2 separate regions of the Mus musculus genome follow, and region 1 is linked to region 2. The links are chromatin contacts, called in public HiCAR-type maps. All regions are on one chromosome and are shown on one strand. Each heading gives the region's core, a stretch centred on a gene start, on an enhancer-like site or on the middle of the called end of the contact. The rest is flanking DNA. Distances are from core to core; before and after follow the strand shown.

What was found. HiCAR-type assays count read pairs that join an accessible place to other places.
Region 1: a HiCAR-type map of astrocytes shows a contact between it and region 2, with 5 times the contacts expected there. The contact joins the promoter of Dgki here to the promoter of Nup205 in region 2. A contact is called at or near these places in 1 of 39 promoter capture datasets (hippocampal neurons) and 1 of 115 datasets of contacts at active chromatin or transcription factors (astrocytes).

The regions. Positions count from the first base shown.
Region 1 is chr6:37,296,402-37,301,230 of GRCm38.p6, reverse strand. Dgki (diacylglycerol kinase, iota) reads left to right here and starts at 1,255. Exons shown (of 34, transcript NM_001081206.2): 1 at 1,255-1,668. The coding sequence starts at 1,283.
Region 2 is chr6:35,176,347-35,180,909 of GRCm38.p6, reverse strand. Nup205 (nucleoporin 205) reads right to left here and starts at 3,294. Exons shown (of 43, transcript NM_027513.1): 1 at 3,251-3,294. The coding sequence starts at 3,278.

The sequences.
Region 1 (4,829 bases), core at 6-2,505, 2.1 Mb before region 2:
GTGTGTGTGTGTAGTGCTGATCCCCAACAGGTAGTCTTTTTCCCTTTCTCCCTGAAAAAGTCCCTGCCCTGTCTTATATAATGTACATGTGAGGGGAACTGCACACCGTGAGAGCTGGGCGAGGCTTGAGATTCCTTTGCTCAACCTCCTAATTTTAGGGCAAAAGAAGGCCATCTTTACTAGCACATACATCTACATAGGTAGTTTGGTTACTTGCACTTACTGTTGAGCATAGATCTTTCTCGCGTTTCCTGACAGCAGAGATTTCCTGGGTGAAAAACATCTAATTTAGAAAATGATCTGTCTTAAACACTTCGTTGCCCATCGTTCAAACCGCACAGATTTCAATAGTCTTAGAAACAAAAAACTGAGAGAGCAGACATTACATTCCTCCAGCGCATTAGGTTTCAGCCTTGGTGTCTGAACCGGTAGAAGCCCCTTCCTGGGCTAGCTCCTCCTGTCCTCTTCTTGTGAACCCTTAGCATAGGAACCCACAGCACGAGGCGCTCGGGTCCCCACTTCTGCTCTCAGCCTTCTGCTTCACCGAGGATCCTGTGATCCGATTCAATCTAATTAACAGCTGTTTAGGGAGCATCTTTAAGCTTTTAGAAGGCACCAAGCAAGGATCTAGGCGCGGGCGTTCATGGGTGAAGATGTCCCGACCGACCCTCTCCTTGAGAAGAAGAAGCGGGAGCTTAAATCTAGCCCCTTCCATAATTCACATGGTTAAAAAATTCCTCCCAAGGTTCCTCCAGATACACCCCACCACCCCGGCCTCCAAAGGTCCCCCACGTCTGGAGGTTACTGCTTGGCGCCAGCTCTGATGCTGCAAGAAGGTGACGGACAAAATGCTGCCTCGGGCATCTGTCATCAGTGGACTGGACTGAGATGTGCCCAGCAGCTCATCAGTGCTGAGTAGCTCCTGGGTCCGGGTCCGCTTCCCTTGTGCGCTAACCAGGGCGCGGCAACCCGGCTTGCCTCCAAGTTTCCCTGGGCACTCTCCTTTCTTGATGACCAGTGTTTGTCCCCAGCGTCCTAAGCCCCGCGGCTCCCACCCTTTCCCTCTCTCCTCCACTGCGATCCATTGCCTGCAGGCAGAGTTCAAGTTCAGTCCCGGCTTTTGCTCTGGATTTAGAAAAAGGAGAAGGGGTGGGAGAATTGGAGGGAGCCGGCTGGTCGGGCGAGGCCGAGGGGAGGCGGAGAGAGGTGGCCTCTGATTGGTTGGGGAGGGGGAGTGGAGGCACGGAGTTTCCCACAATGCCCCGGTGCGGTGCAGCCGCGGATGGATGCTGCGGGAAGGGGCTGCCATTTGCTGCCCCTGCCAGCGGCGCGCGGACCTGCCCGCGCTCCCGCCGCCTCCAGCGCCCTCAGCCCGACCGGCCTCTGCAGCGGCACCACCTCGGCTTCTTTCGCGGCCGCCGGAGCGGTCGCCATGAACCCCAGCTCCTCGGCGGGAGAGGAGAGAGGGGCGACGGGTGGCAGCAGCAGCAGCGGAAGCGGCGCCGGGAGCTGCTGCCTGGGCGCCGAGGGCGGCGCGGACCCGCGGGGTGCAGGGGCAGCGGCTGCTGCTGCCTTGGAGGAGCCCGCGGCCGCCGGACAGAAAGAGAAGGAAGAGGCGCTGGAGGAGAAGCTGAGGGACTTAACTTTCCGGAAGCAGGTCTCTTACAGGTAGGCGCGGGAGCTAGCGAGACAGGTGCCGCCCAGGGCGGGGGACACTTGCTCTAGCTCCAGAGAGGCACTTCTGTAGAGTTGGGGTTCAGTCTCTCTCTCTCTCTCTCTCTCTCTCTCTCTCTCTCTCTCTCTCTCTCTCTCTCTCTTCAACCTTCGTACCTCCGTGGTTTTGCTTCTATGTATGTCTGTCTATCTGTCTCTCTCTCCTGGGGATATGTTGTTCTCATCCTCTAATTCTGGGTTGAAGAGAAGAAGTGGGGTGCCCCAGCTTCTTCTCCCTGTAACACCCAGGGAGGGGTGCACTTGTAACAGAAGAGAACACTAAGGTCAGAACAAGATCAAAACCACATCTGTGAGTGTATGGGGTGCAAACCCAGACATGCCCAGTTAGAAGAGTTGCCAAAGTTGTCCCTAGGCTAGTGTCATCTCCACACTCCCCCATCCTTGCCGAGTTCACTGGGTGAGCCTTGGGCACTAACCGGATCGCTGAGATCTGTTCTGACAGGCAGCAAAGAATAAGCCATACAGAACAGAAATCCTTATGGGACGTTCTTGTCTGTTAAAGACTAGTGAGCTATGGGTCTCTTCTTGTAGGTATGTAAGTATGTCAGTGGGTGTTGGTGTTACATGCCTGTGTGTTCTCTCCCTCTCTCAGTGTGGACAGCCTACTCCCAGGCTTACCTCCCCCCAACCCCCTGCCCCCACCCCACCCCCACCCCCCGTCCCAGTGCTGGTGAGAAGAGATCACACTGGCACCTGAGGCTGGATGTGTCTTTGACACTAGGACAGTGTACGGTGAACGTCCACCCAATTACGCTTTATGAAGCCCCAATTGTGTGAGGATCCAAACCAAAGGGAAGATTTCATAGGTTCCTTACACTGCTCTCCCATTCCCAGGCACGAGAGACGGCGCCGAGACCACCCTCACTGGTGATTTTTAAAAGTTGAGGCCATAAGCAGAGTCTTGCTGGGTCTCAGAGTGATACTTGGAAAGGGGGGGGGGGCGGGTCAAGGAAAGCATCTTTGGAGCCCTCCTCCTTTTGGGTTAGCATTCTCTTCTAGAAAAACCATCTAAAGTATTAAGCCTGTCACACCATGTGCTGTTATGTAAGCAAAAGCAGATGACAGAGGTGTGTGGGTTGCGAGGGTGTGCTCTGTTTATGGGGGCAGGTGTGTGAATCACTGGAATCCCCACAGGCATTGCCTGGACTGGAGGCCCTGTCATCAGGGCATGTGCTCTGTGTCTAAATGCCGGTTTCTGCTGATTCCTAAATGGTCTCCATCCGTAGCCAGGTGGTTGCTGCTGCATCCATCCCTTGCTTGCATTTTGCTCTCTGTGCGCAGAGGGGGTTTCCCACCTGAGTTGTCCTCTTAGTTACTCACACAGATCAGTTCCAAATGGATCTTTTTATATTTTCGGTTTCTAAAAATAGGCAGGTGGGGAGGAGTGGGGTAGGTCTAGGGAGGTAGGCTAGGACACAGGCAGTTCAATTGTACTTAGGATGGTCTGTCTGGCTCTTAGGGGAACAGGAACTATATTCAGCCTAATTTAGGAGCTGTAAGTTGAGGGGGTGTTATCACGTGAAATACATTGTGGGTCTGGGCTTCTGGGCTAAGAGAAGCTCCTGGGTCATTGGTATTCATGAGACTCCTCATTGGATAGGGCTGTGAAGCCAGAATTTGCAAGGGAAATCACTTCAGCTTGCCTCTTGGCAGGGGTCATTCTCTGAGGCTCTCTCTTAGAAAAGCATAGAGTCGGGGCGTGCAGCTTCCTGGGTGAAATGCTCCCACAGGCATGTGGAAGTGTGTTTGTCACAGAAGACACGGAAACAGGAGCATTTTTGCCAGAGAGGAACAGTACACGACACTGACCTATCTTGAAAGCCACTGTGGTGGCTTTTATTTCTTGGATGCTATTTCTTCTTGAATAAAGCCTCACAGTTTTCAAGGCAAGTGACACTTGGCACACACAGCACCTCAGGTGGCTGGTCAGATGGCTTGCAATCCCCAGGTGAATAGCCTCCACTCTCTGTGGGTGATGCTGGCTGTTACACTCCTCAGGTGATGCTTACACACCAGTACCTGAGAGTTGCTGTCTCCAAGCTTCAGTCATTGACCCTTGAACTCATAAACTGCTCAGCCAAAGCAAGCCAGGCAGTCATAGCAAATGGTCTTCCTGTTGGCCTTGGTAACCCTTTGTGCTGGACTCAGAGGTGGCAGTGGACCCGATGGTCTTGATGAAAGGATTCTGGGCATGACTTAGCATGGGGGACTAGTGGGAGGTAGTGGAGTGGATTCAGGAAGCCCTTGGGGGAATAGATTCTATGCAGAAGTGTGTAGCAAGAGTAGGAGGTACAGCTTCTATGTAGGGGATCATTTGAGGTGGTGGAGTGGAGATCTGCAGGCAGGTGGAAATGCCTCGAAGAACACGAATATTTGTAGAATGAAAGTTGGTGTGAAGAAGGGGGCTTTGGAGGACTGTGTGTGTGTGAGTGTATGTGCGTGTGTGTGTAGGGGGGTCTCATCTGCTTCTCTTGTTGCTAAGGAACATATAAGCTAGAGTTTAAAAATAAATGAAGAGTGGGTGGGCATATGCAGTGACTCCTGTCTTTTTAGGAACCAGAGCCCTTTACAAAAAAACCTTTAAATAACCATTTCTGGAGGCAGATTATTCATTTTGCTGACTTTTTACTTCGTGAAGTCAAATAAACTCCTTTACATACCCCTAGATTTTCCCCCCATTATCTTTTCTTTCATTGGCTGTTCTTTTGGGGGGATGATTTTTCCCGTGAGAATTTTTCTTTTCTTTCAGAATCTGCACCCCAAGAGCAAATAGTTCCTGTAGATGGTAAAGCTAAAGGTTTTAGCAGGCAATGCTACGAATCTGGCACTTTTCTGTTAAAATTACTACTTCCTTTTTCTTTGCAAATAATGGTATTGCAACAGATACATATTGTAAAGGACTATATAATATGTATGTAAGGACTCCTTATTTTAGCTGCTGTAAGAATTCTCATTTAAGCGAATAAAAAGTAAAGGAAAGAAAACCCAGAAAGACAGAGAAGGAGAGAGAAAAGGCAGCTGGTATCGACTGTGTTCTATTTGTCAGGCAACACTGTGGGAAGTATTTTAGCATATTGTTTCTTTTGTGTGTGTGT
Region 2 (4,563 bases), core at 2,045-4,544:
GAGGACAAAGTAGGCAGACCTAGTCCCTCTCTCTCCTTCCCCTCCCCCTCAGTTACTTACACACACAAACATACACACACACACACACACACACACACACACACACACACACACGTGTTAACTCTCTACCCTTAAGATAGTCTGTATAGACTAGGGGACAGAAGAGACAGACCAGAAGTAAAAAGTACGTAAAACTCCTCCAAAGGAGCTGAGTCCAGCGCCAGCATCCATCCAGACAGTTCATACAACAGTCTGTAATTCCAGCTCCAGGGAATGCCAAGCTCTCTCAGGTTGCCATAGGCACCTGCACTCCTAAAGATTTCTGAAAAACTAATAACTGTCTTTGTATTACACATGATTGGAATATAAACTCAGTAAACTACATAGACAAATTCCATTTTTTCCTCTTAATGAGACAGCCAATAAGAAATCAAAAATATATGCACACAAATCACATGCACTCACCTACACAGTCCATGAACATCAACACATCAACAAGTTTACGTACACAAGAGCCATCTACAGTTGCCCAACTTCAGTAAATATTCCTCTACTAGTAACAAATGAAAGGCTAATATTTTTTTTCAAAGCCTCTAGTATGTATTTTAACTCACCTTGAGAAGCACATTCATTTCCTTTAATGTTTTAGGATACTCCCTGCATATCACATCTAACCATTCATCATGGATGAGTTCAGTTTAATAAGGAAACAAACCCAATTGCCTACGTGGTCTGAAGGAAAGGTAATCAGGTCAGGTCAAGAGGGTACAACTAAGGGTATGTGACCTAGGCAGAGGTCAGGGCAGAGAAGGGTTTAGTCTGAAGGTAATCAAGTCAAGAGGGTACAACTAAGGGTATGTGACCTAGGCAGAGGTCAGGGCAGAGAAGGGTTTAGTCTGACCCAATAGCTAAAACAGGGAAGGCTTGCTTTTCAAAAATTTTAGTAGTGCATTTATTTAACTATGGGGGGGGGGGCACAGCAGTGCAAGGGGCAAGCCATGATGTGATGTCATAAAGTTGTGCTTAAAAGCATTAACTGTTTAATTTTGGAGAATTGTTTAACCACTAGAGGTCTTTGCTTCCAAATTAAATCTGAGATATTTAATTGCACTACTGCAAATATTATACACACACACACACACACACACACGCATACATATGGGGTATAAAGGGATTAAATGAGATAAAGCAAGCCTAACACTTGTTCTGGTGATGGGACATAGTACTAATTAAATCACCACCACCTCTCATTTTTCTAGCCTTGGTGACTGCCATCCTAATTCTACTTTTTTTTTCTTTAGTTTAGCTACACTAAGTTAAATATCATTGTTGTGTGTAGAGTCTTGTGTCTGTTGAGTATCTCACTCAATGTCCTCAAAGATCATACATGTACATGTGACAGTACTGCCTTCTTTTTAAAACTGAGTAATATGGGCTGGTGAGATGGCTCACCGGGTAAGAGTACTGACTGCTCTCCCGAAGGTCCTGAGTTCAAATCCCAGCAACCACATGGTGGTTCACAACCACCCATAAAGAGATCTGACGCCCTCTTCTAGTGCAGATGAAGTCAGCTACAGTGTACTTATGTATATTAATAAATAAATCTTTAAAAAAAAAAAAAAAACTGAGTAATATTCCTTTGTGTGTTCATCATGTTTCGTTTATCCACTCACTCACTCATCATCCATTCATCTATGGATGCTTCAGTTCTTCCCAAAGGTGACAAAAAATAACTCTCTTGACTGACTCCTGGCTTTTTAAAATGCTTTCTTTTCTTGAGGCCAATCAAAGCTCTCCTGTACACACTATACTCCTGGGAGCTAGTGACAACTGTCAGTGGCTTGTGTTTAATGGTAACTCAGGATATTATATGCTATAAATGTATGTAACAGAACTATTACATGGAAGCCTGGCTTTTCAAAAAATCTAGTAGTGCATTTAATTTAACTACTTTGAGGGGGGACAAGCATGATGTAATGTCATAAAGTTGTGCTTAAAAGCATTAACTGGCTGGGCAGTGGTGGCGCATGCCTTTAATCCCAGCACTTGGGAGGCATAGGAAGGTGAATTTCTGAGTTTGAGGCCAGCCTGGTCTACAGAGTGAGTTCTAGGACAGTCAGGCCTTCACAGAGAAACCCTGGGGGGGGGGGGGGGGCGGGGAAGAAAAAAAAAGGCATTAACTGTTTAATTTTGGAGAAATTATGTAATCACTGGAAGTCTTTGCTTCCAAATTAAATCTGAGATATTTAATTGCATTACTCCAAATATATAAATGAAATACACACATACACCAGGTATAAAGGGATTCAACAATCAAGACTAACACTTGCTCCAGTGAGCAGACAATATGTTGTCAATACAACAGAAAACTTCATTTCTACAGAACAATTTACCATACCACTTCTGAGATGGTTTATGTACAAAACTCAGATTTAGGTAATTTTCAAAAAATACTGGTAAACTGGCAAGAACCAGTACCAAAAACAGTTTAAAAACAAAACAGTCCTGCTGAAAAAGATGGTCCGTAAACGTTTGCTATGTTGCCTCTTAATTGTACTCATGAATCGAGTGTCTAAAGCCGTGTTCAGGAGTGCCAGACCTCGTACGAAATGTTTGACATCTAAGTCCTCCCCACTAACGACCGGCACCGTGTTCCTGGAACCAGGACAAATCAAAACCCATCCACTTCTTCAAGCATCTCTGAGGGGTTCCAATTACCAAAGATGACCCCAGCCCCAGCTTTTTCACAGCGATGTCACCGTCCGCCGTGGCTGTGACAACGGTGCAGGGCGGCACGTGCTGAGCCCGTGGCACCGCCTCGCGGCTGGCAAGACCTCCTCACCCCCATGCCCCATGACCGGCCCACGGCCCCCTTCCAGACCAGCTTCCTTCCAGCCTCGCCTGGGTCCCACAGCCCGGGACTTGAGCCGTACCTCGGCGGTAGATGGCCTGCCTACACCTGAAGGATATTGGGGGGACGAAGCGGCTTCGGGGGCGCGCGCCTGGCTGCCCGGGACCCCGCCGCTCCGCCTCCCCTTCACACGCCCGTTTCGAGGGCCAAACTGTCGCCGCGCCGCGCGCCATTCAAACGGAGGCGGCGCGGGGCTGCAGGCCGGAGCGCGGCGAGAGCGGGCCCTGCGCACACGCTCGCGCCCGCACTGCCAACGGCCCGACTGCACCAGCGCTCCCCACTCGCCGGCCCCGCCCCCCGTGGGTCCCCGCGGGTCCCTCGCGGGCCCGCCGCGCTCACCCGAATTTACCGCCAACAGCGCCGCCATCTTGGAGGAGGACTGAGAGAGCGCTCCTGCCGCGGGGAGGACCCCGGGCCCGAGGGCCTGCCCGCGTCGACGCCTGAACACAAGGGCGTCCCCAGGGCCTCCGAGAACGCCATGCGAGGCTCGAGCGGGTGTGCACAAGGCTCCCCGCCCTGCTCTGGCCTAGGGCCATCGAGTCTAACTGCGACCATTACCGTTAAAACAAGCCGAGGGCAGCCGGTTCGGAGACTAGCTGTGCAATGCATCATGGGACCCGTAGTTTTATTTCGAGTGAGCCGTGCAGTTGACTAGTGTTCAAAAAAGGGAAATCAGTGAAACTGAAAAAGTTCTTGCTGGGCGTGGTGGCGCACGCCTTTAATCCCATCACTCGGGAGGCAGAGGCAGGCGGATTTCTAAGTTCAAGGCCAGCCTGGTCTACAAAGTGAGTTCCAGGACAACCAGGGCTATACAGGCTATATACCCTGTCTCAAAAAAAAAAAAAAAAAAAAAGAGAAAAAATTCTCATGACCTTCATTTCAAGTTAAATTTTATTTGAATAGCCATCCCCCTTACCTTAAGAGAGTAGAGTGAAGTGAGTAAGTGATTAAGGAATTTCTATTTAATAAGTATATTCTGTAGACATAATCACATTGTGCTTCGAAAATTACAGACAGGGCCTGGAGAGATGGTTCAGAGGTTAAGAGCACTGAGTGCTCTTCCAAAGGTCCTGAGTTCAAATCCCAGTAACCATGTGGTGGCTGACAACCATTTGTAATGAGATCTGACGCCCTCTTCTGGGATGTCTGAAGACAACTACAGTGTACTTACATATAATAAATAAATAAATCTTTGGAAAAAAAAAAGAAAATTACAGACAGCGACAAAATTTGAGTACTGCCTGCCTGACTTCAAAAGTGTCACCCATTTGCTTCCTCATCCCCAACATGTTGAGTCAAATTCGACATAAATTTCACAAACACCAAATGTTTTTTCTACCTAAGCAACCAAAACTACTAAACTTACTCGTTAAATTTAAAATTTGCTAGCCGGGCGTGGTGGCCCACGCCTTTAATCCCAGCACTTGGGAGGCAGAGGCAGGCAGATTTTCTGAGTTCTAGGCCAGCATGGTCTACAGAGTGAGTTCCAAGACAGCCAGGGCTATACAGAGAAACCCTGTCTCAAAAAAACAAAAAGAAGAAAGAAAGGAAAAACACGTTACAGAATAGAATGGAAGCGGGCTAGTGAGATAAGAACCTAAAAAGCCTACTAAGTAACTTCTACATACGTTAGAAGTACTAATTCTGTCTTA